2 separate regions of the Mus musculus genome follow, and region 1 is linked to region 2. A link is a contact called in public Hi-C data. All regions are on one chromosome and are shown on one strand. Each heading gives the region's core, a stretch centred on a gene start, on an enhancer-like site or on the middle of the called end of the contact. The rest is flanking DNA. Distances are from core to core; before and after follow the strand shown. Region 1 overlaps Atp6v1c1 (ATPase, H+ transporting, lysosomal V1 subunit C1). Region 2 overlaps Ubr5 (ubiquitin protein ligase E3 component n-recognin 5).

Region 1 (4,851 bases), core at 2,066-4,565, 690 kb before region 2:
ACAGTACTGAGTGGATGAGCACAAAGGAGTGCTCTGAAGACACTACCTGATGTGTGCCTGCTCTAAAATCCATCAGGACAAGCTCCACAGAGGCTCCTTTAAGAACAACTAGAGCAGAAGTGCAGAGGCAATCTATCTTCTGGGCACTGTGCTGTAGGTCACTAAAGCACGACTCACCATCTGAGACTACTCTGGGCTCCTGCCAAACACCAACACAGTTTAGTACCTGGGTAATCCACTCTCCAAGCTCATTTCTATTGCAAAGAGTAAGGGGTGTGCTCCGGCCACTCACATGACACCGAGGATGTCATGGGAAGATCCCAGCAGTCAGAAATGATAAGATTGAAACATGTCTCTGACACAAAGTTTGTGAGCCCAAGTTGTAGGGCTGGGGAATGTAGTGGTGGAATGACTGGTTACCTAGCACGTGTCAGCCCTGGGTTCTATGCCCAGCATCACACATGCATGTGCACATGTATGTATTTGTGGCTTAACTCCTACACTGAAACAGGGCTGACCATTCTATCACCACAGACAAAGGCTACGGCATCAGGTAAGAATGGTCTCCAAATGTTTTCAAGACGTCTTACAATTACCTAGGCTTCATAGAGGAGACCCAGGAGACTCCTTGGGAAGAAGGCAAGGGAACAGGACCAATCCTCTCCCAAATGGTGGCTGCCAGCAACACCACCACTACTCCACCATGGACTGAACTCACTGACACTGAAGCTGCTTTAAGACTATGCTCCCAGCCGGGCGGTGGTGGTGCACACCTTTAATCCCAGCACTTGGGAGGCAGAGGCAGGCGGATTTCTGAGTTCCAGGCCAGCCTGGTCTACAGAGTGAGTTCCAGGACAGCCAGGGCTACACAGAGAAACCCTGTCTCGAAAAACCAAAAAAAAAAAGGCTATGTTCCCGACACAAACTTGATTTGATTTGTCAGCATTTCTAGCCTTTAGACTCCCCAACAGTGTGTCCCCCAAAGTTCTATGTTCCCATATTAGTCACCGTGAAGCAGCTTCCAGCCATAGTAAACACATGTGTTAAGCTCCTGCCAGGCAACACTGAGCTATCTGTGCACATATATAGGGGGTTCCAGTTACTCATTACAATAGCCTTTTACCATCTCCACGGGGATGGGCCTGGGACTCACAACCTCTGTAACATTGTACACAACGAAAGGGACAGTAAAGTGCCAGAGCTTCAAACACACACTAAGAATTCACACGGGAGCAGGGTCTTTACCCACTCAGTTCAGAATTAGAGCCCAAACACAACCTTAAAGCCTACTGTCTAAACACATTTCCTTATCCACATCCCTCAGATACTAAGGTTCAAAGAGCACTTGCAAAAGAAAGGAAAAAACCTACAAAAATGTCTTGACACTGAAGTGGAAGATGTTCAGCTTCCTCCTGTCTACAGGAAACAGGAACTAAAACTGCATCCCTGCCACATGTGGTTGCCTTGCCTTTTAATCCCAGCACTTGAGGCAGAGGCAGGCAGCTCTCTTCAAGGCCAGCCTGATCTACACAGTGCGTTCCAGGTCAACCAGAGTTAAGTAATGAGACTCTGTGCCAACGACAATCACAGCCTGCATTTCTAACATGTCTGGAATTTAGAATTCTGACCAGTAATTTGGCAGCATGTGTCAAATTTTAATATATACACTCATAGAGTCTCTTACTGGGTGCATCTGAAGTGCAGAGACCTATGCAAGGATGTGTAAAGAGGCCCTGCAGCACTTTGGACACCTCGACACCAGAAGGCAGTGAGGGACACTTGGTAGACCAGCATGGTCAGGAAGGTGGAGAGCCGCAGCCACGTGGTCTCAGCGTGCAGTATAGTCCTTATTTTCTTCAAGAAGCTCTAAGTTGAGGGCGAGTGGAGGGAGCAGGGAGGAGGGAGACAAGCTGGGTAAGATAAGATGTTGGACATGGGAAAGGGCCACAAACCTCCTGAGGGTAGAAATTAGCAAGGCAGGGGTATCTCTCACATGTTCTGCTTTGTAGACATTTGTATGTTACTAGTAGATAATTACTTATGAAACAAAATGCAAAATCCCAAATAGCAAAGCTGCTGACGGCTGATTTTCTAACGGATAAGGCAGTGCAGACTAGTTCTCCACTCACAAAGCTGTGTGACTTACAGGAGTACAGTGTTACCTCAACTCCACCCTGAGTTCTTCCTAAATTTTACGTCAAGTTGTTCACTTCAGGGACTGTACCAGAAAGGCAAAGTAAAAGTGAGGCCTTTATGATTATCAACATCAAAAAAACAAACGTAAAGACTTAGACAAAATAAATGACTAGCACTGCATAGTTTTGCTACACTTTATTCAAAACTGGTCCCACTTCTTATTTAAGAGAGCTAAACGCCCAGTGTCCAAATATAAATATCACCATGTGTTGGAAAAATAACCTTCTGATTTGCGCTCTGACCCAAATTTGGCACAACTAAATCCTATGCGAGTCAGACAGGAGTGCTCAGAGCTCGGCAGCAGCAGCCCCTGAAGCAGCCCAGGAGGCGGCGGCCCCTGGAGCCTCTCAAGTCACACACAGCACAGTGGGCACAGGTTCTTTTATTCTGTCCTGTGGGGTCAACAGTGCTGACAAGATAGTCAGAGCATTCCAAAAGCACACACCTGAACGTTGTCACATAGCACTACATCACAACTTAGTAACTACTCAACAGTTATGTCTACTAATACAGTGAATGAAATGGTATGCTTAGACCATTCCCTGTAAACAAGGCTGTGCACAACAGTAACACACAGAATTATGCATACCATGATATCAAGGAGGAAAATACCTCTTTAAATAAACTATTCTATTTATAAATAAACTCTGATTTTTTTCAGTACACATTTACAGACCTGATCAATAAAAAGAAACAATATATATATTTTTCTTTAAAAAGCAAATGTTGAGATATGGACCACATGAGAAATTCATCTAGGGGAAGGGGAAGGAGCAAGCAGAGGGCGTGAGAGTTATGAGAGTTACTTGTGTGAGCAACACCAACACAAGGCCAGGATTGACTGGGAGGAGCTCAGTTTACTTGAATTCCAGCAAGTTGCAATCAATCTTGTAATACACATAGGGGTAGTATTCCTGCTGACTCAGGTTTAGGCCAGGGATATCCATGGGAGCCTGCAGAAAAACCACAAACAGCAGTCAGCTGCTTACAAGGTCTTTTACGGATACCTGGTCTGGCTGAAGTCATGCATGTACATGAATTTAATCTAAGTCTTCACTTAGCTGTAAGAACAGGAAGAGCCTATGCCTGCTGAGTCACGGAGAGGGAGCCAGGCCAGGCTCCGCCCCAAAGCCTGTCTGACTGACTGAACCATGACTTTCCCGGTTTACTATGTAGAACTGTAAGAGGTAACTTTTTAAATCTTGGGTTTAGGACACAAGGCTTTTAAAACGTAGTATCTAAATAAACCAAGTGTGGTTTGAAAGATTCCAGATCTATTTGTGCCTTGTAAGAATTTAGTGAGAGCAAAATTTGTACCAAAGACTTAGGATTCTTAGTTTCTCCAAGATTTTAAGATATCAAGTTATTTCCTACATTTTCTCTTATCAAGAAAACTAATTTTTCATTTTTCCTATACACAAGATCATAAACTATAGAGAAAACCAGCAAGATCTGTGAAATTTAAACTGTAAATCAAAGCCCAAGAATACAGTGAAATGATAACCACACACACACACACACACACACACACACACGTACACACGCACGCCCTTCCAAAATAAATACAAACATAAATTGCTAATCTACTATTACTTCTACAAAACAAAACTGAAATAATTTCATATTTCCTTCCTGTCCGCAATCTACAATTTTTAAAAACAATTAGAACATTGGTTGTTCCTGAACGTCTGCAACTATAAACATCTGATACATATAACAAAACAATGATGAGCTTCTAGAAATACCCAGAACAGCTGCAGCTAGTATATACAGCCATGGAACGTTTACCTAAGAAAGGGGGTGCTCAGGGGACACAAATGGCCTGGTGTCCATGCTTCTGAGAATCCTCATGCAGTCTTTTCTCCACCTCCCAAGTCCTACTGCCCTAGGCTAAGGTGCACTCACGTCAATGATGGCAGCCGCACTGCTGTCCAGATGCTTGTACAACTCGTGCAGCACTTCTCTTAGCTTCTTCACTGACTTCTTATTCGGCTGAAGGAGCATTGCTTGGAAGTTCACCGGCAAGCCATACCTTAGAGAGCAACAGAGACAGTGCACAGCACAAGCACAGAGAGCCATTTTCCTTGTAGAGCAAACAGCGTCCCGCGTCTCTCTTCATGGACACAGTGTGTTCTGTGTTAAATACTCCCTTTCCAGGTCTGTCACCAGCCACAGATGCTTCCACTAGCATGGAAACACAAACCTCCAAGCCCATTAGTGCCCTTTCAGTAAAAAGCAAGCCACTTTAAGGGGTGTGAGCTCAGGCCTGCGACCCCAACACTGGGGAGGCTGAGGCAGGGGTTGTACAAGCTTAAGGTTAATCTAGGCTGTAGAGGAGGAAACCCAGACAAGCCAATCGCTAGGAATTAATTAGTATTCAATTTCACAATAATCTATGAATATGCCAGTATGTAAAGACAATCTACGGCTAGAAGATCTGTTTGTACTTAAAAGCTGAGACTTTCCATGCCTACTATAAGCACTTGAAATTTAAAACTTAAAACTGAGGGGCATGGCTGCATACACAGCTCAAAACTAATGGGTTTCCATGAAGCTGGAGAGATGGCTCAATGGTTAAGAGCACAGGCTGCTCTTCCGGAGGACCTGGGTTCAATTCCCACACCTACATAGCAGCTACCAACTGTCTGTACCTCC
Region 2 (5,290 bases), core at 1,081-3,580:
AGTGAAGTATACAATTCTGCTGATGTACAAAGCATTGAATTCTATTTTTGTCTGACCCATTCTTCCTTTTTAGATTCAGATATGCCTGACCATGACTTAGAGCCCCCAAGGTTTGCCCAGCTTGCCCTAGAGCGCGTCCTTCAGGACTGGAATGCTTTGAGATCTATGATTATGTTTGGGTCACAAGAGAACAAAGATCCGTATGTATTTGTTAAAACATTTAAAAATTTTTCTCAGTTTCTGGGCTAATGTTGTCTTTTACAATTTATTCTGTCTCTCCTTGCCTCTCCAGTCTGAGTGCCAGCAGCAGGATAGGCCATCTTTTGCCAGAAGAGCAGGTCTACCTCAACCAGCAGAGCGGCACGATTCGGCTCGACTGTTTCACTCATTGCCTTATTGTCAAGTGTACAGCAGATATTTTGGTGAGTTCACTAAATACATGAATTTGTTCTTAAGTCCCATGGTTTTAAAGGTCAGACTTAAAAGACTGATAATGTCTGCTGGTTAAGTTAAAGGGAGTATATTAACATGGATGCTTTTCGATGGAAGAATTTTATTTTAAATAAAAACCTTAAATTGATAAAAAAATGTGTAACCCCTTTTTAAATTTGTTTTTCTTTAATGTAAACTAAAATTTAGATAATAGGACCCAGTGCTGGATGGTTGTTCCTTAGGCACTGACAGGACATTGAGTTTAGTCCTTTCTGCAGGCTGGTTTGTTACTGTCCGGTGCCACTCTAACCTCTTCCTCCAAACCTGTTCTAAGTAGTTTATAATAATTGCGTAAAGTTAGGATACAATAAAATGGTTTGTGAATCTAACCATAGTAGATCTTAAATTATAAGATTAATTATTAATTATACTCAATGAAATGGAACATGTTTTGCTATAAAGATTGTTATAAAAATCATTAAAAAAATAACATGAAATTGGGTTTTCTTTGTAGTTGGTATCTTTTTTATGCACAGGGAAGTATTAGAAAGTAGTAAATGAGATATGCAATAAGTGTTCTTCAATGAGTGAACTTCTGATTTTACATGTTTGATATTTCCTTCTAAACATGCATGATAAGTATATACAGGCCTATGGGACAAAAGCCAAGTTAGTATACATTTGGGATCCATTTGCTATCAGACACACAGTATCAGTACAGTTAGGTGTATACCTGTAAATGGTTTGGTTCAGTTTGTTTCAAAATTTTGTTACAAGGGCTGTCAAGGTGGCTTAGCTAGTAACAGGTGCCACCAGAGCCCAACAGCCTCAGCTCAGTCACTGGACCCACGCGGCAGAAGGAGAGGACTGCCACCTGCACGGTGCTCTCTCACCTCCAAACGCACACATGTACATACGTCATATATGTGTGTATACACATTCACACATATATACATAAATCACACACATACATATATACACACACAAAAACATTTTAAACATTTTATTGGGAACTATTAATATTTAAAAGTATTAGACTACGTTAACCATCATATGAACTATCTCAGCATTAATAGAATGATTGCCATTTTTAAAGCTTTTAGATACTCTGCTAGGCACCTTAGTAAAAGAACTCCAAAACAAGTACACACCCGGACGCCGGGAAGAAGCAATTGCCGTGACAATGAGGTTTCTACGATCTGTGGCAAGAGTGTTTGTCATTCTTAGTGTGGAAATGGCTTCGTCCAAAAAGAAAAAGTAAGGCATTTCAAAACCTTTTGCACACATTTGTAGTGTGATAATGTTAGTATGTGTATGAGAAGAATCATTAGAGGTTTTTATTTTTTTCCTGCTATAGCAACTTTATTCCACAGCCAATTGGAAAATGCAAACGTGTGTTTCAAGCACTGCTTCCTTATGCTGTAGAAGAATTGTGTAATGTGGCAGAGTCTCTGATTGTTCCTGTCAGAATGGGGATTGCCCGGCCGACAGCACCGTTTACTCTGGCCAGTACTAGCATAGATGCCATGCAGGGCAGTGAAGAATTATTTTCAGTAGAACCATTACCACCACGGCCGTCATCAGATCAGGCAAGCAGGTATGTTAATGTTTTGTATGGAAATGGTTTATCTGGCTTATTAAAGCTGTGCTTTGGAGTAGCAGTTGAAATGATTTTCACAATTCTAATTTTGTCACCTAATGTAAGTATAATATTTTAGTACTTATCTGCCCACCATGGATTAAAACTAAATATTAACAACAGAAAGCTTACAAACTTTTGGAATTGGAACACCTCTCTACTAAATGAAAAAATAGCCACGTAGCCAAATGTGTTGCAAGTCGTTTTATGTTCCACTTCCTTTGCTCCAGGAAGTGGCTAGTGCTTTCAGCTCCCGCCCGGCTTCCCTTGAGTCCTCCGACAGAAGGCACACACACAGTTAATTCCTTCACTACTTGCCTTCTTGGCACAATTGCTGGGTGCTGATATCTCCTGCCTGAAAAAGCCCACCCTTACCGATTTATTATTTTCCTGTCTCTACCTGCCCTAACCTAGCCCTGACCTCTTGCCTGTAGTAGTGGCCACAGGCCCCAGCTCCCCCTGAGAGCTCACATGGTTGCTGCGTTCTTCTTCCAAAGCATGGCAGAAAAACCCCTCTCCTTCCTTGAATCTGCTTTTCCTCTTGGGACCCAGAAATCCTGCCCAAACTTTCTGCCCAGAAATTGGCCCTTGGCTTTCTTTACTGACAAAAGAAGAATCAATTGCAGAATAGGACCTTCCTGTCAGAACTTCCCCCTTCACACATGGTGATCGCCTTTAATCCAAGCCTGGGCCACAGAGGCAGGTAGATCTCAGTTTTCACAGCCAGCCATGTCTACAGAGTGAGTCAGGATAGCCAGGGAGAGCTACACAGAGAAACCCTGTCTGAAAAAAAGAAAAAAGAAATTCTTTTTTTTTTGAAATTAAAAGATTTTCCTCTCAGCTTCTTCTTTGCCTCTGTAACGATGCATCTGTCTTAGCAGATCCTGGAAAGCCCTGGTTGTGAGGTAAGTACCTGTGTGCTTATGCAAAGGCACTGCTACCCTAGTTGTGTCGAATAATTTCTTTGATTCTCATTTCTCAGGAAACCTGTTAAGGAGAAAGACACTAAAAGCTTTATATTTTAATGTCTTTTAGCTCATTCTTGAATCTCTAAATGAAGTGACCAGAGGGCTGTTAAACATCACGTTTCTAGTTTTTGGTTTCTTTAAAACTCAATTTAGTGATTGTTTGCTTCCTTTTGTGTGGATGCACTTGCCTTTGGCTATGTCTAAGTCAGATCTGAAGGGACGTGAAGCTTTGATCACTCTGCTTTTGGTTGTTCCTCTGTTTTAAAATATGATTTGTAGATGTGATTTCCCTATGCCATGTCCACCCACTAACCAGTCAGTGAGAAGCGAGCAAGTACAGGATAGAAACTGTGGTTTAATGTGTGAATGTTGGTGTCAGTACTCTTGGCATCTGAGGATGCTGGAGGAAAGAAAGAAAGTAAGCATTGAGCTGCAAAAAGGATCCCAGAGAGCAGTGTGCTGTGTGAGCCATCTTGACAGCTGTGGTCTCTCCCTCCCCCTGACTCCTTACAGCTCCAGTCAGTCTCAGTCATCTTACATCATTCGGAACCCACAGCAGAGGCGCATCAGCCAGTCACAGCCCGTCAGAGGCCGAGACGAGGAGCAGGATGATATTGTGTCAGCAGACGTGGAAGAGGTACTTTTAACTGTTTTAAGTGCAGGTGACAAACTTTGGTGGGAAGAGCAGTCACTTAGAAGTCAGTCTTGATCGTGTTAGTTTGAAACTACCCTGTGTTCCAGCCAACTTGTCGACATTAGTTATACTCATTTGTGGCTGTATATATTACAGTGATGTCAGCAAGCTTCCATTTATTGAGTGCCAGGAAATTGGACACATAAACTTGTTTTTTACCTAAAGACTAAGACTAAAGATAGTTTTACTGTTGGCCTTTTTTTTAATAGTTTAATGCAATGTATTTGAAAGTATAGAAAATTCAGCCCTTCCCCATTTCCCAGAACAGTTTTATACTTCTAATTTTGAAGCCTGTTTTTAGATACTAATTACAAACTATGTGATATGCTGATGGAAATTTTCATAATGAATTGTCATTAGTAAATGATTTTAAAACAGCATAATACAAATTTAGAAACCCTTATTTTAGAGAGCTTTAAAATTTTAGTTTACTAATTCTATGGACAAAACTGGTAGAGACAGGTTTATTATGTGCTGTGATGATCTATAAATAAAATTGTGGGTTCAGGTTGAGGTGGTGGAAGGCGTGGCTGGAGAGGAGGATCATCATGATGAACAGGAAGAGCACGGGGAAGAGAATGCTGAGGCTGAGGGACATCACGATGAGCATGATGAAGACGGTACGTGGGAGTGGGAGGAGTCAGGTGCCTGGAGAGCAGCCTCGTTTGCTCTGCAGTAACCGAATTCTTTTCTTCTGAATTTCTCTGTAGTATTTTTACAGTTTAGGAAGTAAGTCAACATACATCAAATAATTGTATTTGCTAAAGGAACTTGTTTGTGTGAGTCAGGGTGTTGTGTACCCCAGGTCTCCCTCAGACTCACTGTGGAGGTGAGCATGGCCTTAGGCTTCTCACCCTTCTGCTTCCACTTCCCAACTGCTGGGACTAGAGGTGTGCATGACTATGCCAAGATCCAGTCAGAGCTACACGCACGCACACGCACACGCATCGAGCAAGCACTCTACCAGCTGAACTACATCTCTAGCCCACCTTCTTTTCTTTCATTCTAATGGGGAAATGGTTGATGGCTCAGTGGGTAAGGACATCATTGTCCAGCCTGTGACCTGAGTTCATTATTATTCATTTACTTATCATTTACTTATGTGTGTGTAAGTGTTTGTGAACATAAGTATGCATTTGCGTGTGAGGTCAACAACAATGTAGTATTTTGTCTCCCTCGCACTGGATGAGATCTGATTTCAGACCTTGTACTACTGCTGCCTGTGCGCTGAGCTGTCTCACTAGCCCACGCAGTCTATTTTCTTTTTTCTTCTTTCTTTTTTTTTTTTTTTTTGTTTTTGAGACAGGTTTTCTCTGTCTCTCCTGGAATTCACTGTGTAGACCAGGCTGGCGGTGAACTCAGAAATCCTCCTGTCTCTGCCTCTGGGTGCTGGGATTAAAGGTGTGAGCCACCACGCCTGGCCGGCATGTTTTCTTAAAAACTACTTCAGTGGTAAAATATTCAGCACTTTGGAAGCTGAGGCAGGGTTTCAAATTTAAGGCCAGTCTGGGCAACATAGCAAGAGCCTGTCTGACTTTTTTCCCTCTAAAGGAAGTC

What was found. A called contact is a pair of places that touch in the nucleus more often than the background predicts.
Region 1: a contact with region 2 is called in a Hi-C map of bone marrow-derived macrophages, with 12 read pairs. The contact joins two enhancer-like sites. A contact is called at or near these places in 1 of 484 Hi-C or Micro-C datasets (bone marrow-derived macrophages), 1 of 115 datasets of contacts at active chromatin or transcription factors (extraembryonic endoderm stem cells) and 1 of 9 other capture datasets (embryonic stem cells).

The regions. Positions count from the first base shown.
Region 1 is chr15:38,689,910-38,694,760 of GRCm38.p6, reverse strand. It overlaps Atp6v1c1 (ATPase, H+ transporting, lysosomal V1 subunit C1), which reads right to left. Exons shown (of 13, transcript NM_025494.3): 12 at 4,102-4,228; 13 at 2,317-3,149. The coding sequence ends at 3,054. Among named protein-coding and RNA genes, the nearest start is that of Atp6v1c1, 30 kb to the right of the region's middle. Within about 2 kb of position 3,315, at least 109 of the 459 cell types and tissues checked have an H3K27ac peak or open chromatin away from gene starts, as enhancers often do. A contact at or near this core is called in bone marrow-derived macrophages, where this site is marked.
Region 2 is chr15:37,998,956-38,004,245 of GRCm38.p6, reverse strand. Ubr5 (ubiquitin protein ligase E3 component n-recognin 5) reads left to right here. Exons shown (of 59, transcript NM_001112721.2): 31 at 74-200; 32 at 293-422; 33 at 1,529-1,689; 34 at 1,790-2,029; 35 at 3,553-3,676; 36 at 4,242-4,353. All of the region lies in intron 1 of Gm49085 (a long non-coding RNA gene), which reads right to left. Among named protein-coding and RNA genes, the nearest start is that of Gm49085, 40 kb to the right of the region's middle. Within about 2 kb of position 2,330, at least 40 of the 459 cell types and tissues checked have an H3K27ac peak or open chromatin away from gene starts, as enhancers often do. A contact at or near this core is called in bone marrow-derived macrophages, where this site is marked.